2 separate regions of the Callithrix jacchus genome follow, and region 1 is linked to region 2. Evidence: chromatin contacts called from public Hi-C data. All regions are on one chromosome and are shown on one strand. Each heading gives the region's core, a stretch centred on a gene start, on an enhancer-like site or on the middle of the called end of the contact. The rest is flanking DNA. Distances are from core to core; before and after follow the strand shown.

The links. Hi-C and Micro-C count contacts between places; a contact is called where the count stands out from the background.
Region 1: a contact with region 2 is called in a Hi-C map of skeletal muscle, with 2.8 times the contacts expected there. The contact joins the promoter of PDCD5 here to the promoter of ZNF507 in region 2. A contact is called at or near these places in 2 of 3 Hi-C or Micro-C datasets (both in skeletal muscle).

What each region holds. Positions count from the first base shown.
Region 1 is chr22:29,521,618-29,527,134 of calJac240_pri, reverse strand. PDCD5 (programmed cell death 5) reads right to left here and starts at 3,503. Exons shown (of 5, transcript XM_017967839.4): 1 at 3,365-3,503; 2 at 2,491-2,528. The coding sequence starts at 3,430.
Region 2 is chr22:29,327,507-29,332,391 of calJac240_pri, reverse strand. It overlaps ZNF507 (zinc finger protein 507), which reads right to left and starts at 1,967. Exons shown (of 7, transcript XM_002761977.6): 1 at 1,803-1,967; 2 at 272-365.

The DNA.
Region 1 (5,517 bases), core at 2,254-4,753, 190 kb before region 2:
TTTGCAACTATCCTCGCTTCTTCCCACCTACCCAAATAGAAAGTAGTACATGTTCACAGGATAGTGGTCCCATGGACTTCAAGTTTCTTTCAAATGAAGTCCTTTAAGGAATCTAAAAACAAATAAGCACAGATGCTTTGGCTGAATGGAGGGAGACCTGGGGCTGACTGTGCCCACTATCCACTCCCAGCTCAGAGGCCCTTGGGTTCATGGAATGTGGCTTAAAGCTCATGTCCATAGGCCACTTCTTTATGGTTTGAATATTTCAGCCCTGCCACAAACTTTTTTAAGAGATGGGATCTAGGCTGGGTGTGGTGGCTCATGTCTATAATCTCAGCACTTCGGGAGGCCAAGGTGGGCCAATCGTTTGGGGTACGGAGTTCAAGACCAGCCTGGCCAACATGGTGAAACCCTGTCTCTACTAAAAATACAAAAATTAGCTGGGCGTGGTGGTGAGCGCCTGTTCACCTATAATCCCAGCTACTCGGGAAGCTGAGGCAGGAGAATCGCTTGAACCTCAGAGGTGGAGGTTGCAATGAACCAAGACTGCACCACTGCACTCCAGCCTGGGTGACAGAGCAAGACTCCATCTCTCAAAAAAAAAAAAGATGAGGATCTCACTCTGTTGTTCATGCAGAAATGCAGTGGTGCAATCACAGCTCACTGCAGCTAGGATCAACTCAAATTCCTGTGTTCAAGTGATCCTTTCACCTTGGCCTCCTAAGTAGCTGGGTCTACAGGCTTCAGTCACTGCACCTGACCTGCCACAAACTATTATCACATAACCCTAAGATGCCATCAATTGTAAGATGCACCACAGTTTTCTATATCTCTTAAAAAAAAAAAACTATAAATGAGAGGTCTGGTAGGGACCTTCACTCAAAACTGGGGTATCTTAGGAGGCTGAGGCGGGAGGATCACTTGAAGCCAGGAGTTTGAGACCAGCCTGGGTGATATCGTGAGACGCCCATCTCTAAAAGAGCAGTTTAAAACAATTAGCCAGGCATGGTGGTGCGCGCCTGTAGTCTCAGCTACTTAGAAAGTTGAGGTGGGAGAATCACTTGAGCCCAGGAGGAGTCTGAGGTTTCAGTGAGTTCTTTTTTTTTCTTTTCTGAGACGGAGTTTCGCTCCTTACCCAGGTTGGAGTGCAATGGCGCAATCTTGGCTCACCGCAAGCTCCGCCTCCTGGGTTCAGGCAATTCTCCTGCCTCAGCCTCCTGAGTAGCTGGGATTACAGACACGCGCCACCATGCCCAGCTAATTTTTTGTATTTTTAGTAGAGATGGGGCTTCACCATGTTGACCAGGATGGTCTCGATCTCTTGACCTTGTGATCCACCCGCCTCGGCCTCCCAAAGTGCTGGGATTACAGGCTTGAGCCAGTGAGTTCTGATTCCACCACTGGGGTATCAAAGAGCAACACTCTCAGTACAAGGTAAAGAAGAAATAAATCTGCCACACAGTAAGGGGCAGTACAAAAGCTTGCATGCATCTGGTCCTGACGGAAAGAAAAAAAAAAAAAAAGTTCAGTCTTACAGGGTTGCTTTCTGAATTCACACTACTAGGGAGGAGGCAGGAAAAAACCTCAAGCAGAGAATTTAACTTTCAGTGGTCTCAGATTCGAAATGTACTCAAGTGATGGCAGAGGCAAAAGTAAATCCCCGCTGGAAGAATCTGGGGCAAGAGCGATTCATTATGAAAGGCATCCTGATTTCAGATACATGAAAATGAAAAGATGTACACAGTAGAATCATTGAAATTCAGGTCGTTGTACTTCCTTCCAATCACTACTCCAGATGCTTCTTACCATCTGCCTTCTCCTGAACCCTCCCTTGCCTTGCCTATTTCTGCAGACCCAGCACTGTGCCTGGCCCATAGCAGGTGCACTCTCAATATCTGCCAGAGAGCAGTTAGAAGGTGGTAGGAGGTGGGGAAGGGGAAATGGAGAATTGTCCTGTAGCTACAGTTTCAGTTCTGCAAGATGAAAACATTCTAGAGTGTGAACACTGAAGAGCACACTTAAAAATGGCTGAGACGGTGAAATTTTATTTCAACAATTAAAAAAATGGTAGCATGATAGGGTAATCACATACTCATTCAATAAACCTGCCACCGAATCAATTACCTGCATCTCTCTCAGGTGCTCCGCCCTGTGTTGGGGTAAAACAGAATAGTGAGGCAGGCTAAGTGAGGCACTAGACTCATGTCACTCCCACAATCGAGGAAACTGCCAAGCTGCCTATTATCAGGCTCACTTTAAGGTACTCACAGTTTAGTAGAGAAACATCAACCAGTAATCGCAATACAAGCTGTGATGTGGCGCTGCACACGTGTTTACTTAACTAACAATAACGAAGATACCCTGCGAATGATTTTGGCCAAATCACCATTCCAGCCAAAACAAAAAGAGTCACCTGTTTTAAAACAGCGAACGCAAAAGAAACCCATTTGTTGAAACCACTTTCAAAAAGTTCAGGTTTCCAGCCCATACCTGTGCTTTGCTTCCTGCTGGGCCGCATCGCCAGGATCCTGGGGAAAAAAAAAATTAATAGAGAAATTTCACAGGGGGTGGGGAAGGAACGGTTGAGTTGTTTCCGATACGTTAGTCTCTTGCAGTGGTAGAAACTCCCCAAATAATTAAGAAACTGGGCCTCACAGAAATCAATGAACTAGTAGTTCCCACTTAGAATGTTTTGACGAGCGTCTAAAATCACAGTCTCACAGAACGCTTTAGAATACAGGGCACCCCGGGGAGAGGAATTCCCTGAATTGCGAAACCGTGTTTTACGTGTAGAAATAATTTCTGGAAAATAAAATGGGCCTCGATATTAGGGCCGCCGATAATTCAAAGACGCGTCCTGCGAGACCAAGCCCTCGGTCCCTAAAGTCCCCGTCCCTTTCTTTATCAGAAACGCCTCACCGGGCGGCCCCTCCCGGCCTGTCATCCTGGCGGGACGAGCGTTCCTCAGACCCCGCCGCGCTCTCAGCACCGGGAACACAAGCGACCCTCATCGCCTCTCGGCTAAACTTGGGTCAGAACAACTGAATTCGGCCCGGCTGCTGCTGGCTCCAAAAGCAGAGACTGTGCTTGGATTCCGGCCGGGCACGACGAGCCTGCTCCGGGCCAGGAAACCCCACACCCTCACGCCCGTGCAGGTCCCGCACGTGGCGGCCCCCGCTGCCGGCCTCTCAGGCTCCTCGCGACGGGGAAAGCGGCGAGGCCCCCTCGGAGCCCGCCAGGGTAGCGTCCGGGACCCGGGTCCCTGGGGAGGCGCCCAGAGCCACCGCCCCGGAGCCGCGCCCTCCACCCCGGGCGAGGGCAGCGCCCCGCGGGGGCAGTGCCTGGCGGGAGCCGGCGGGCTCACCCCGTGCTTGGCCTGTAGCTCAGCCAGCCTCTGCCTCCTCAGCGCCTCCAGCTCCTCTTCCGCCATGGCTCGGCGTCCGCGGTGGAGCAGCCGCGGTCACACAGCAGAACCTCGGCGCGAGCGCGGCTCTGACCACTGCGCAGGCGCCAGAGGGGCCCAGGCGTCACCAATCCAGCCCGGAGCAACGCCCCGTGCCGTTGCCAGGGTGCCGAGAGAGGCCCGATTCCCAGATCTCAGGCGGCCGAGCGCGGGCGCGCGGGGGAGGCGGGGCCTCCGGGATACACCTCCCAACCGTGATCTGCGCCTCTGCGTACGGTGACGCGGGCTGCGCTGGGGCGGGGCTCCGCTTTGGAAAGGTTAATAGCCGAAAAATGTGGCATCAAGCCTAATTATGGGTACAATGTGCTGGCGGCCTAGAGGGCTAGGCACTTATTATCTCTATTTATAGATGAGGAACCAGGGGCACAGGAAGGCTGAGTGGGGTGATGGAAATGTCCTAAAGCTGGATCGTGGCGGTGGCTGCGTGCCTCCTCGGTGCACAGAGGTTGGCCCGTGGCTCCCGCCTGTGGTGCTGGCGCTTCGGTAGGCGGCAGGATTATTTGAGGCCAGGAGTTTGAGACCAGCCTGAGCAATATGGCAAGAGCCTAACTCTACTAAAAATTAAAAAACTAGTGGGCGTGGTGGTGTGCACCTGTAGTCCCAGCTACTCAGGAGGCTGAGTCAGGAGGATCGCTGGAGCCCGGTAGTTCGAGGCTGCAGTGAGCCGTGATCGCTTCACTGCACGCCAGCCTGGGAGACAGAGCCAGACCCTGTCTCTAAAATAAAATATGTGCACAGACCTTCGCCATCTGCCTCCTCCACACACAAAAGGGCTTTTCCTAGGAGGATGCTGCAGTGAGCAGCTGTGGCTGGTGTAACTCTTTGGTGGAATAAAGCCCTTCTGCCTTTGGCTTGTGGGGGTTGGGGACAGAGAGGATATTCAGTTACCTAAACGTGTGACTCATACAGATTCTGTTTATGTGTGTGTTATTTTATTTTTTACATTAAAAAATAAAGATGGGATCTCCCTATGTTGCCCAGGCTGGACTCTTAACTCCTGAGCTCAAGCAATCCTTTTGCCTCGGCCTCCCAAAGTTATAGTATACAGGCATAAGCCACCACACCTGGCCTGTGTATTTTAATTGTGACAAAATATACATGATATAAAATTTACCCTTTTCACCATTTTCATATGTATGAAATACATTGAAATTACTATGCAGTTGTCACTATCAATCTTGGGTCACTGCAACCTCCACCTCCCGGCCTCAAGCCATTCTCCTGCCTCAGTCCCACAGGTAGCTGGGACTACAGACGTGCGCCACAACTCCTGGCTAATTTTATACTTTATAGTAGAGATGGGGTTTCACCATGTTGGTCAAGCTGGTCTCGAACTTCTGACCTAAAATGATCCGCCTGCCTCGGCCTCCCAAAGTGCTGGGATTACAGGCGTGAACAACTGTGCCCACCATCAATCGCTACAACTTTTTCATCATCCTGAACTGGAACTCTACCCAGTAAAGATTTAGGTTGGTTCAAGGGGCCTCCCATGGGAATGGGTGGAGGTGGGAGGGGCCTGAGAGTAATAATCAGTCTCCATCTATCCTCATTCTAGTTTCTATGAATTTGCCTATTCTAGGTACCTTGTATATGTGGAATCATACACTATTTGTCCTTTTGCGACTGGCTTATTTCACCTAGCATATGTCTTCAAGGTTCATCCGTGTTGTAGCATGTGTCAGAATTTCCTTCCCTCTTAAGGCTGAATACATTTCATTGTGTGGATATACCTATCACATTTTGTTTATCCCTTCATCTGTCAATGGACACTTAGGTTGCTTCCACCTTTTGGCTATTATGGGTGTACAACTGTCTGTTCAGGTCTGTGCTTTCACTTGGATAGATACCCAAAAGACAAATTGTTGGATCATGTGGTATTGCTATGCTGAGAAATGGCCATACCTTTTTTTTTTTTTTTTTTAAATAACAGAGATGGGGTTTCACCATGTTGGCCAGGCTGGTCTCAAACTACTGACCTCAGGTGATCTGCCTGCCTTGGCCTCCCAAAGTGCTGGGATTACAGGCATAAGCCACTGTACCCGGCCTTGTTTTTC
Region 2 (4,885 bases), core at 718-3,217:
CTCATAAAGTGGTAACTGGTTTAAGAACAGGAATCCAGGCCAATCTGATTCTAAAACCATGCTTTCTCTAAAGTACCAATTCTCCTTTGCATTCTCAATGAGAACAAAAAGGTATAAAGTATCAATACTGAAAAGAATAACAGCTCCTTACAGCTAGGCTGTATCAAACATGTTAGTGGTATCTGATCCTCATAACTCTTTGGGACAGGCTACGTGGGTGTTATACAGTCTCATAAATAAGGAAACACTCGGTGTGGTTTAAGTGACTTACCCAAGGTTACATGGCTGTTAAGTGGCAGAGCCAGTGTCTTTCAAATCAATTCCTGAAATTAATACAGTCCCTTGGATCAATCTTCAAAATCCAGCTGTGACCAAGAACGAAAGTATATAGTATCAAACATTTCTCTTTCTTGGTGAAACAAAGTAATGAATTTCTTTGGCAGCGAAAAATTTCTCAGTATTCCATATAAAAAGAAATTCAGAGGAATGTTCATGCAATCTCATTACATAATGCAAATTTAAATAATTTAACAAGCAGACTTGAGGATTTTGCAGAAGTTAGGAAAAATTAGCTCTGGAAACTTCTCCCAATAATTGTATATTTTGTTTTACCTCAGAATTTACGTACTGGACCCAACACTATTGGTTTTACTGACATCATTTTCTAATGAGAATGCAACAATAATTGTACATAGCTATTTTAATCTAAACTAAATATAAAATCTAACGAGTGATTCTGCAAATTTTGCAAGCACAGTAGGCAGAAGAGCAGCATAAAAAGACATGACCCGGTGGTGTGACCTATATATCTTCTAATGCAGTTTCCTACTCTGGTCCTACATTTCTTTGCCACTGTTTCTTACACTGCCTAGAATAAATCTAAAAGATAAAAAATGCTTATTCGTTTCACCTAGAATGCAACTATCTTATCGATCACGGTTAAATAAAATAGTTCACCGTCAGGGCAGAAAAAACATCTTTAGGCCTCCCCTGAAGTTAATTTTAACGAGTTAGTGAGGTAAAGGAATGAAGGGCCAGGCTTTCTTTTAATCGATAACGCAACCCATACACTGAGTGACAGCGGAGTACTGGAGAAAGTGCAAACTCAAAAGAGGTGATAAATCCAATAACTGCCTGATAAGAGCGATGCAGACTGACAGCAAATTACAGCCCACTGCAAAAACTTAAAAAGACCGCCTTGGGGCTGGGAAAGTAGCCTCCACCTTATTAATCACCCCAGCCTTCTAACAAACCATTCATTCGGTGCCCCCAGGTCTTAAGAGGTGGGAACTTTCCCCAGTGGTCTCCTTGATCTCTGGAGATTCTATTGAAGAGGATGGTAGTAAATGCAGAAGACCAGCACTGCGTTTCTCTATTAGCTTTTTCTATACCACGCATTGGCTAAAGGACTAAGATGATGGGGAATGAGGGGGCTTGGAAAATAAATCAAAAGATACTGTGAGAACAGCGTGGCTGACTCCAGCCCCGCCGGTCTAAGCGATCTCAAGTCGGAAGAAGGAAGCAACGCCTGCGGGCGGGCCTGCGGGCGCACGGGGCTGGTGACAGTATGCGCGGAGCAGCAGGTTCCCCCACCCCCAGCTGCAGGGCAAGCCCGGGGTCTCCGCAGGCCTTGCTGCACAGACGACAGAATTGGGACACGGAACTTGGGGCATGTGGCTAGCACCGGGCGGGGGTCGGCCAGCAGAGGAGGAAGCGAGCGCCGGCAGAGGCCTGAGGGGAGGATGCACATGGCTGGCGGCGGCGCTAACAGCGGGCGGAGGGGCGGCCCCGGGACGCGGTACCTGCGGTCAGGCGGTGGCTGCTGCTTCCGCGAGCCTCCTTTGGCCAGCCAGGACCCGGCCGTGCCCTCGCCCTTGTTCTTGCCCACCTCTCTCCCGGCTCTTTTCCCTCTTTTCCCCCGCTTTCCCCCTCCTCATCCGGAGCTCCAAAATGGCGGCGCTGGGGACAGATCACGTGAGCCGCGAGTGGGTCAGGTGACCCGAATGGCGGGCAGCAGGGGCGGGGCGAGGCTCAGGCTCCGCCCACGGGCATTCCGGGCCGGCTGGGCCGGACCTGCGGGAGTGGGGCTCTCTAGCGGGTTTATCCTCTTGCAAACCCCGGCTCCCGGCGGGGTTTGGGCCCAGTTGCCTGGCCCTCACGGCCCCTTTCAGACGTCTAGGTTTAGAAGTCACCGTGTATTCACTTTGGCATCTCCCACGTCACCTAAATCCGCTGTGGGCTAGCTTCATCACCCCACTCCGCAATTGGCTTTTAACAAAGGACATTGACTTTTTTTTTCCTTTCTTTCTTTAGCCTGGCTTCTGAATTTGTATTAGTTCTTTTGGTAGGGCTGTACATTTTGAGGTGTTCTTGGCTAAAATGTAGCGGTCCTAGCCAGGCTCACGGCTTGGCTTTAAGTGGTTCCTGTTAAGGGCCAGAGTTGACTCTGGGAAATCTTGTTGCTTGAGAGATTCAGAATTTGCAGGTTAGTAGGATCAGACCCAGTTACACAACCTCAAACCTCCGAGGGCACGACAGTGTTTGTCATTGGGATCTGTTTTATGAAAGAAAGATTCCAGGGTGTTTTGCCGGCTAACAGTGAAAAAGGGACTAGGTGAACCATTACAGCCAAGTTCACCAAAAATGCTGAATAGTTTTGCTATATTAGGAGCTATGCAGCATGGTGCTCTGGTCTGGACTCAGCGGGTGGGCTGCAGAGATGAGCAAGGGAGTAAAACTGAAGGTTCTGGTCATTGTAATGGAATGTGGTGAGACACCTCTACTCCAGATCTTTGAGAGGCTTCTACAGCTGGCTGGGCTGTCCACTGTCCTGGGAGGAAGATCCAACAAAATTTAGAATCAGACAGGCTGATAATTCCTGTTACTGTATATTAGGGTACGAATTCATCTGAATTTAGGAAACCAGCAAAATTAGATTTTTTTTTGAGTTGGAGCCTCACTCTGTCACCCAGGCTGGGGTGCAGAGGGACCATCTTGGCTCATTGCAATCTCCACCTTTTGGGTTCAAGCTATTCTCCTGCCTCAGCCTCCCCAGGAGCTGGGATTACAGGGATACGCCACCATGTCCGGCTAATTTTTGTATTTGTAGTAGAGACAGGGTTTCACCACATTGGCCAGACTGGTCTCGAACTCCTGACCTCAAGTGATCTGCCCACCTTGGCCTCCCAGAGTGCTGGGATTACAGGCGTTAGCCACCATGCCCAGCAGCAAAGTTATAATTCTGCTATTCCAATTATACCAAATAGCTATGAAGAAGTAAAAATAAAATGTTGAGTAATTTTGTTTCAATGAAAGGTGAGAGATTGAGCAGGAGGCTAACTTAGAAGGATGGAAGGAAAAACAATCAAGGAAAATCAGAAATACAAAGTGTTCAAAGGGAGAACAAACAAGAAATATGGGCTATTGGCACAAACAATCCTAGCTTCCCCTCCCCTCCCCTCCTCTCCCCTTCTCCCTTCCTCCCTTCCCCTTCCCTTTTCTTTCTTTCTTTTTTTTTTTTGAGCCAGAATTTCAGTCTTGTTGCCCAGGCTGGAGTGCAATGGCATGATCGATCTCGGCTCACTGCAACCTCCACCTCCCAGATTCAAGCAATTCTCCTGCCTCAGCCTCTTGAGTACTTGGGATTACAGGCATTTACCACCATGCCCAGCTAATTCTTTTCTCTATGTTGGTTAGGTTTCTAATGTTGGTTAGGCTGGTCTCGAACTCCTGACCTCAAGTGATTCACCTGCCTTGGCCTCCCAAAGTGCTGGGATTACAGGTGTGAGCCACTGCACCTGGCTATGTAGTGCATTTTCTTTATCCATTTTACGGTTGTTAGGCACTTTGGTTGATTACATGTCTTTGCAATTGTCAATAGTGCTTCAGTAAATATGAGTGCAGGTGTCTTTTTGCTAGAATGATTTATCTTCCTTTGGGTATACACCCAGGAGTGGGATTGTTGGGTGGAATGGTAGTTCTAATTTTAGTTCTCTGAGAAATCTGTTTGTTACTGCAGGATGACACAGCCACTGATACCCCCTCCCTACTCTGATATACCTGGAACAGCCAGAGCCATTAGGAAGAAATCATTATAGGCAGAAACAAATGATGATGAAAAAATCGAGACCTTCATTCCTGAAGACTGAGAAGGTATACAATGCAGAATCTGATAGGAAAACCAAGGAAACTTTAAAAAGCCTGGAACACAGAACCTCAGTATTTCTGTTTCTTAGAAAAGAACTCTCCAGGAAATTACAGTCAACTTTTTAAGTCAGAAGAATGCAAAGGCATTCAGATGTAGTTCCATTGAACTTGTGGACATCTCACCTAAACTCTTCTCAGCACCTCTCACCTGCCACAGTGTTATTTATCATGATTTAATTAAACAATCCTAGTAAGATGTAGTGTTGTAGATAGGAAAACCGCTTACTCAGTTATCTAGTGCCTATTCAGTGGAATCTGATTCCGCCTCCAGATGAGAGATGACCCAGTAACTGAATCCCTCCACACACCTTGTTATTTTACTTTGGGGCCATTAATTAGTCGATGAGGTTAAAGGTTTTGCTTCTTCTACAAGTATCATGAGTCTCTGTATCTCCTAAAGTGACCAGGGAGCCTGATGATGCATAGTGCTTTATAAGTTGAACTGGAGCACTGCTTACATTTTGGGAACGCTACAGACAGTGCCTCGAGTAAGTTGCCAAGGTGATGACTGGTTGCAAACCGAATGAGACATCGAACCAGTTGAAACTGGAGGAAGACCTACTTCTTTCCAGCCACAATACTTACGAAGGACGCCTCGTCTTTGATGTGATAAGATTAGATTAGATTTCTTTTGAAGGGATTAATCATGTAAGTCTTTGGCACCGCACAGAAAATTGGA